Linked DNA regions of Mus musculus: region 2 is linked to region 1. The links are chromatin contacts, called in public ChIA-PET maps. All regions are on one chromosome and are shown on one strand. The core of a region is the stretch at or near the end of the contact, and the rest is flanking DNA. Distances in the headings are between cores, read along the strand shown. Region 1 overlaps Lcp1 (lymphocyte cytosolic protein 1). Region 2 holds the start of Zc3h13 (zinc finger CCCH type containing 13).

Region 1 (3,351 bases), core at 628-3,127:
GCTTAGTTCTTGCCAAGTTCTCTGCATTTATCATCCCCCACCCCAAAACCTGAGTTACTTTTCCCCATCTTTAAAGCCAAGCCATGTTTTGATACCTGTCAGTTGGACTATTTTAGGAAGGCTATTTACTCTCATTTGGTCAACTTTAAGATGTTTTCGGGAAAGAGCGTATTGATCATTTAGACTGTGCTGCTAGTAATTCTAATGGAGGTGGTTTAATTTTAGCTTCTGTGGTTGTTTTTCCTTTTTTTTTTAAATCTTCCTTAGAGTCAGTTGGTGGATATGTTAACATCTTAGGTCGTATGTTACCAAGGGTGGCCTGGCAGTGTGAGTGATTTTTGACAATGAGGTTTTTAATGCCCATGTTTTCTGACTACACAAAATATGAGAGGTCTTCTCCATTCAGTCTCCAAAAAACAAGAGCAATTGTGTTGCTGGCTTCTGCTACTTCTTGTAGGGCTGTCTGGATTATTTGTTAAGGCTGAAGGCCATGCAAATGAATGTCTCTACATTTTGGAGGAAAGGTCCTGTCTACACAGGGAATTCTTTTAAGCGACTGAAGCATATAGCCTCGAAGTATTGTACCATCTCTCAGCTTGTATTCATTTAGAACTGTCAGTCAAGCCCAGGACTGATGTTACATATACACTGTCCTGCACACATGGTGAAAACCTGTGTTTCTAACTGTTGGAAACCACTCTAGCAGGACAACTTAAAACCAAAATCAGAAGCAAGACAAACAAACAAACAAACAACAACAACAACAAAAAACCAAAACAAGAAAAAGAAAAAAAAAGTGATGACTTGTCAACACACACCTTGAGGTCAAATTTACCAAGAATTTACTGTAATTGGCTTCTATTAAATGAACTTTTTAAAAAAGGATGTCTGCATAGCTAAATTTAAATGGAATTCACCACTTTTTTCTATGAAGAGTGAATTTCTGGAAGTTTTGGTGTCTGGCCATTAATCTTTCTTTACTTGCAGTACTCATCTGCCTGGCTGGTTTCAAGGCAAAAAGTAAAACTAACCCAAAAAACAGTGGGGTCTCCGGAGGAGAGGCTTAAGGTCCAGAAAATACTAGGGGGAAAAAAAACGTACTCCAAAGATTTTCATCAGAGATAGTAATAAGAATGTAATTTAAAAAAAAATGCTGTGAAGGCTTGTCAACATTTCCCCCTTACATTTGGGAAGGAATAACACTGAATATGGCAGAGTTAGTGCCAACCACGTTTGGCTTGCTGAAGCATCCACCTGCCATGCCTGCCTACAGAGCACAGCGTCTTACTCATGGTAGCAGCACGAGGGAGGGAGGGCTCTTCCGGACCTCAGGTTCTACGGTGGCAGTTTGCAGTGGTCTCTGATGACATTTCGTTAGCAGTCCCTGTCTGGCAGGAGTGTTTTAAACTTCGTCTCCTTTGTATGTTGTACCTTGCAACAGTCAGGACTGTTAGATTAAAAAGGATCCCAGTGTTTTAACCTGATTGATACTTCTACCTCAGAACCGTTTGGAGAAGGGTGGCCCGCGCGTGTGTTTAAACTAGAACAGGAAGGGGACCTGTGCAGGGCCTCAGAGATGCGCATGCTCAGGCCGCTCAAATGTAGAACCCTGTACTGTATCGACCTGGGGGGCGGAGGGGGGGGGCGGAGTGGTAAGAAGGAAAATGTTAGTGTGTATTCTGGCTGTGCACGTCCAACTCTTTTTTTTTAGAATGTTTCATCTGAACTTAATCGAGTTTGTGGATATGGAATGTGTAAAGCTGGAGAGCCGACTGCCACCAATGCGGTTACTTTTAAGTGCTTAGTTTGTGTAACCACATGACTTCCTGGAATCCTCTCCAGTGCCTTGAGCTATCGGGAGTGAGCTGAAGTTACCTAAGGTCCAAGGGCACAAGGGTCAGGGTGGGGCAGGAGTTGGTCTGGATTTCGGGTGCCCCGGGACTGTGCTGGCTGCAGGGTCCGCCTTCCGTGGAGCATGCTGGGAGAAGCTATCATCCTGGAGACACATCGAAAAGCCTAATGTGTGTGTGTGTGTGTGTGTGTGTGTGTGTGTGTGAAGGAGAAGAGAGAGAGCAGAGACAGAGAGAGTGTGTGTGTACAGGTGTTCAAGACAGAGAAAGGAAAAAAATCGCCAGACACCCCAAAGGAGTTTGATATTCATAAATAGGTTCCTTGGCACATTTCATGTAACGGTGGGATGATTCATTAACAGTTTTGCTAAGAATTTTTGGTGCCTTCACGCATTTGCCTCAGCCCACTTCCTCAGCCTTCTTTCATGCCACTTCCTTCTTGTTGAACCTCTCCCCTCCCCCTCCCACGTCTTACCAACCCACGTTCTGGTTCTGGGCGCCGCGCTAGACCGCAAGCCACCAGAAAGTTCCATGCTGTTTCACTCTTTCTCGCTGTTTCTTCAATGATCTTCCCCCTGAATTGTCTGACTTTTCAAGGGCCTCTTGGAAAGGCAGGTCCTCAGCTTGCTTCCTCCACTGACTGAAGTTTGCCTAAGGCTTTGCCTTCAGGTCAGCGTTGCATCTTCTTAATATTTTCCCCCCTGTCCTGTCGCACATATAGAGCGGAGTTCCCTCTCTCCGCCGGCGCACAGGGCTGCTGAAGATATTGACTGGAATGAATAGTTGTCACTTTTTTTTTTTTTTTTAATGAATTCGTTACATAACAGGAAGGCCTCCGATTTCACTTCCTACTTTCATGCTCCCTGAGTCCTTGTGGCGACTGCTCTGAGGGGACACGTGGCAGTCATTGTCCTCAGAGCTTGCTCCCCTCCTTTTCCAAGGCTCCAGTCTTCATTTGAGCCTCACAGCGCCAAATGGACAACGGCTTCGGGAAATATAAGAAATGATACGGTAACTGTAGACTTCAGAAATAAATGACACCAGTCCATCATTGTATTTTAAATGCAGTTACAGGCATACTACCCAGCAATCCTTACATAAGCTGAATTCCCCAGATAGGCCTTTGTTTATGAAGTGAACGCAAGTACACATGTTAGGAACATTACTTAATCACTCTGTATTCTTAGAAAATTCTCAAGTCGCCTTTTCCTTTTTTTTTTTTTTTTTTCACCTGAGGACTGCAGGCCCCTCTGCACATATAGGGGATGTACCAATCAAATCTCAAAATAAAGCTAAATCAGAAAATTAAGAGATTTCCTCATTTAGCTCATGTTTGAGAAGAGCTGAAAAGCTTTATAAAGTCATTGGACTTTATGACTAATGGTAGATGTTATAGCAGGATGATACTGTTTAGATTAATGTAAATTTTCTCCCCGGGAATTTTTTTTGATAGGGGGGTGGAGGGGGGGTGTTTCCCACTTCACAGATACCCAGTGAAATA
Region 2 (3,351 bases), core at 375-2,874, 110 kb after region 1:
AACTGTAAAAGGTACACCACTTTAGTCAAGGAACTTTAACTCTAGAAAAGCTACTGAAGTAGGAAACATTGATTTATGGACAATGGTGCTCATTCTAAAGAAACTAAGTTATTTATCAACAAAATTATTTGAATCAACTATAGTTTACAATGCAATCCCTTAAAATGACTCAAAATAATGTCTATTCAAACACAATAATGATACATTTGGTAATGTTACAATAATTACTTCCAGAAATGTTACAAATTAAGACAGAAAGTACATGCACTGTAAAATGTACTAAAATGTTATTGGCAGTTATCACTCCTTAATCAGATTATTGTTGAGTTCTGGGCAACATGTGTTTTCTTTCTTAACATGGTTTCTTTTAGATGACTACAACTTTCAGATAAGAAATTTAGGTAACATCCAGAAGGAAGCTATTTTCGTTTCTACAATGAAATAAAGTGTTTGTTGCTATGAAATAAATATATTTTGTGTCTCTTTTAGATCTAGCTCCTGGAGGTTCTGACGATTGGATCTATGATTTGGGCATCAAATATTCGTTTACAATTGAGCTCCGAGATACAGGCAGATACGGATTCTTGCTGCCTGAGAGATACATCAAACCCACTTGTGCAGAAGCTTTGGCCGCCATCTCTAAAATAGTTTGGCATGTCATCAGGAACACTTAATGCCCTAACCTCCGCTCTCATTATTTTTATTTTATTGATTTCAGCAACACTTAACTGTTGCATTAGCTTCTAAGTTGAATCAGTTTCCTTGGTTTTGTTGAAGAATAAAAAGCACACTACTTTGAGCTTAAGAGTGAAAATGGCCCCCTGTGTATTTTAACATTTTTATTTTTATTATTTTTATTCTAAGAGGTTAGCTACTGGTCCCACCCCACCGTCCCTTGATTTATGATGAACAGCTATCTTAAGCAGTTTTAAGATGTACTGTGTGTGTGGTGGGGCGTGAGGGTGTGAGTTTAAGCACCAGGTTTATGCTGGACCCCCATCAGAGGCCAGAAGAAAATGGGGAACCGCTGTTACTGAAGGTTACAGAAGGTGGTCAGCAGTCACGTGGGGGATGGGAGTCAAACCTGGTCTCTGAAAGAGCTGCAACCGCTTTTAACGGCTGGAGCCATCTCTCCAGCTCCTCCTAAGCAACTTTTACCCTAAATCTACGGAGATCATTGGATCCAAGCAGGAAAAGCAAAGGCACTCTGTAGCACCTCAAGGGTTTGCACCCTAAAATTTTAATCAGTCTCTGCTCTTGTTCTTGAAAACGCAATCCGTGCATTTCTGCTCCAGCTTCAGGCCCAGGCGGGGGACGGGCGGTTGTCAAAATCTGCAGCTTCGAAACGCACCAGGCTGGTGGTTACTGCCGAAACAAAGTAGCACTTTATGCGATGGAAAACGGTGAAAACCAGAATCTCAGTCAACTGAGAATCTCCGTCCTCCCACGCTGACTCCGTGTCCCCAGACCTTAGTAAACAGGCGTCAGGAACACACTCCGCACTGCCCTCGCGTCGGACGCGAGGGGGCGTGGTCTGAGAGGGGCGGGGCTTACTCGATGACGACTAATCTGGGGGCCGGAAGCTGCCTTGCCTGCGGAGGAGTCGGGCAAACTCGCGACTTCCGTCGGCTTTTAGATGCTGCCAGTGTAGCGGCCAGGCAGAGTTGTGGTCTTAGCGTTGCTCTGCAGTGGCTTCTGTGCGTCTCTCGTCTCGTGTCCGGAGCTCTCCAGAGCTGGGAGAAGATCCGGGCGGCTCCGCTGCTCCCTGTTCCCGGCGTCCGCCCCGCTTGAGGAGGGCCGGCCCCTGGGAGCCGCGCGTGCACGTCCTCTTGGTCGTCCTCCCGGGGCCGGGCGCGGGGACAGCCGGAGCTGAGGCGTCAGGGACGTCCTGAAGACTGCGCTTACAAGGGTGCTTGGAGAGGAGGTAAGCGTTCGGGGAGCGGATGGGAAGAGGCGTTGGACCCGGCTCGTGTGGGCGTCCTGCGCTGTGGCCTCCATCCTCGCTCGCCTTGTTCTGTGCTGCTTGTGTTTCTGAACGCTGTTTGAGCATCCCACCCTTGACTCTGCAGAGGCTCTTGGTGTTAGATCTGGCTGTTGCTCCAGTTGTGATTCTGCAGTCTGTGTCAGGAAGCAGGCGGACTCGGATACCGTGGTGTGGTGGTCGCATTTGTGTGTGGTGAAAGGATGCAGCAGTTGTGTTTCTTGGATTTAGAGTTGCCTTCTTCACGTATTCCAGATCTATTGAAGAAAGGAGAGTCCTTTTGATTGTTCCTGGTCTTGCTTATTTCCCGGCTGCAGTAAATACTATTGGGAGTGTAGGAGTACTGTTTTATCTTTATACTCCCAGGCAACGGGAAGCTGGAACGAAAGGAGAAGATATATCTGGCAGTATCACTTGCTAAGCAGGTTGACATTTATGTGGCTGGAAAAGTATTCAGAGTTGAAGAAAATACTTGGATGATATTGGTAGGATCTTGCTTGTGAGAGGCAGTATCTTAAGTTAATTCGTTTTATTAGGAGTCTTCAGATAATTTGAACTCTTTCAGTTATGGGCGTGCACAGTCTCTCCTGGTTTGTGAATTTCAAAAAAAAATAATTTGAAAAGGTTGGACCTTTAAGTTTGGCATTTAAGGGTTTAAAAGTCTGTGATATGTTTATTTAGTTAGTCCAGATCACTATGCGGCTCTGCCTATATGCTTAGTTTTGCTATGTAGTACTTAACATTACTAGCTTTAGAATCCAAACAACAATATTTCGCAACACAGACGTATAAATTTTTAAATAACCTCCAACTTCTTAGTTAGATTATATCAGATGACAGTTTCATCTGGAGACTTAGCAAGCTGATGTAGGAATGTCACAATTTCTGTGCAAACGGTTGTGCCCTGAAACTTGAGTTTCAGTGTGAGCATCTGGTAGGATGTAGTTGATACCAACACATAGGGGGTGACTCAGATACCTAAATGTGCAGAAACTCAAATCCCTTCTGGAAAACGATGTTTTATATGCCTTCAATCATCTCTATACTTCTAATACATAGTGCAATGTAAATCCTATAAAAGTACTTTATGCTAATTTTAAATAATGTAAATAAGGTTTGTACACAGTGTAGTTTTGGTTTTTGGGTTTTTTGTTGTTGTTTTGTGTTGCTTTGTTTTTGTTTTTGTTTTCCTGGATATGTTCAATCCAGGGATACAGCTTCTTTATTTGCTTTCTGTTTACTGGTGACTTGGAGTGAACACTAACCTTTATTCTGAGTATATTCTCTGTTCTCAGCAGGCCGTATCACCCTGAACACCTGATCTCAGAAGCTTATCTGGATTGGGCCTGATTAATGTCTAGACTGGAGAC

The links. ChIA-PET counts read pairs in DNA pulled down with a chosen protein or histone mark.
Region 2: an RNA polymerase II ChIA-PET map of memory CD8 T cells shows a contact between it and region 1, with 996 read pairs. The contact joins the promoter of Zc3h13 here to the enhancer-like site in region 1. A contact is called at or near these places in 1 of 39 promoter capture datasets (macrophages), 4 of 484 Hi-C or Micro-C datasets (CD4 T cells, the MNK3 cell line, natural killer cells and 1 more), 5 of 115 datasets of contacts at active chromatin or transcription factors (the 230-238 cell line, the SCID.adh cell line, intestinal villus epithelium and 2 more) and 2 of 9 other capture datasets (adipose tissue and liver).

The regions. Positions count from the first base shown.
Region 1 is chr14:75,177,149-75,180,499 of GRCm38.p6, forward strand. All of the region lies in intron 2 of Lcp1 (lymphocyte cytosolic protein 1), which reads left to right. Among named protein-coding and RNA genes, the nearest start is that of Gm15628, 42 kb to the left of the region's middle. Within about 2 kb of position 1,878, at least 161 of the 459 cell types and tissues checked have an H3K27ac peak or open chromatin away from gene starts, as enhancers often do. A contact at or near this core is called in the 230-238 cell line, the MNK3 cell line, the SCID.adh cell line and 7 more, where this site is marked.
Region 2 is chr14:75,282,742-75,286,092 of GRCm38.p6, forward strand. Zc3h13 (zinc finger CCCH type containing 13) reads left to right here and starts at 1,625. Exons shown (of 19, transcript NM_001359875.1): 1 at 1,625-1,924. It overlaps Cpb2 (carboxypeptidase B2 (plasma)), which reads left to right. Exons shown (of 11, transcript NM_019775.3): 11 at 490-814. The coding sequence ends at 674.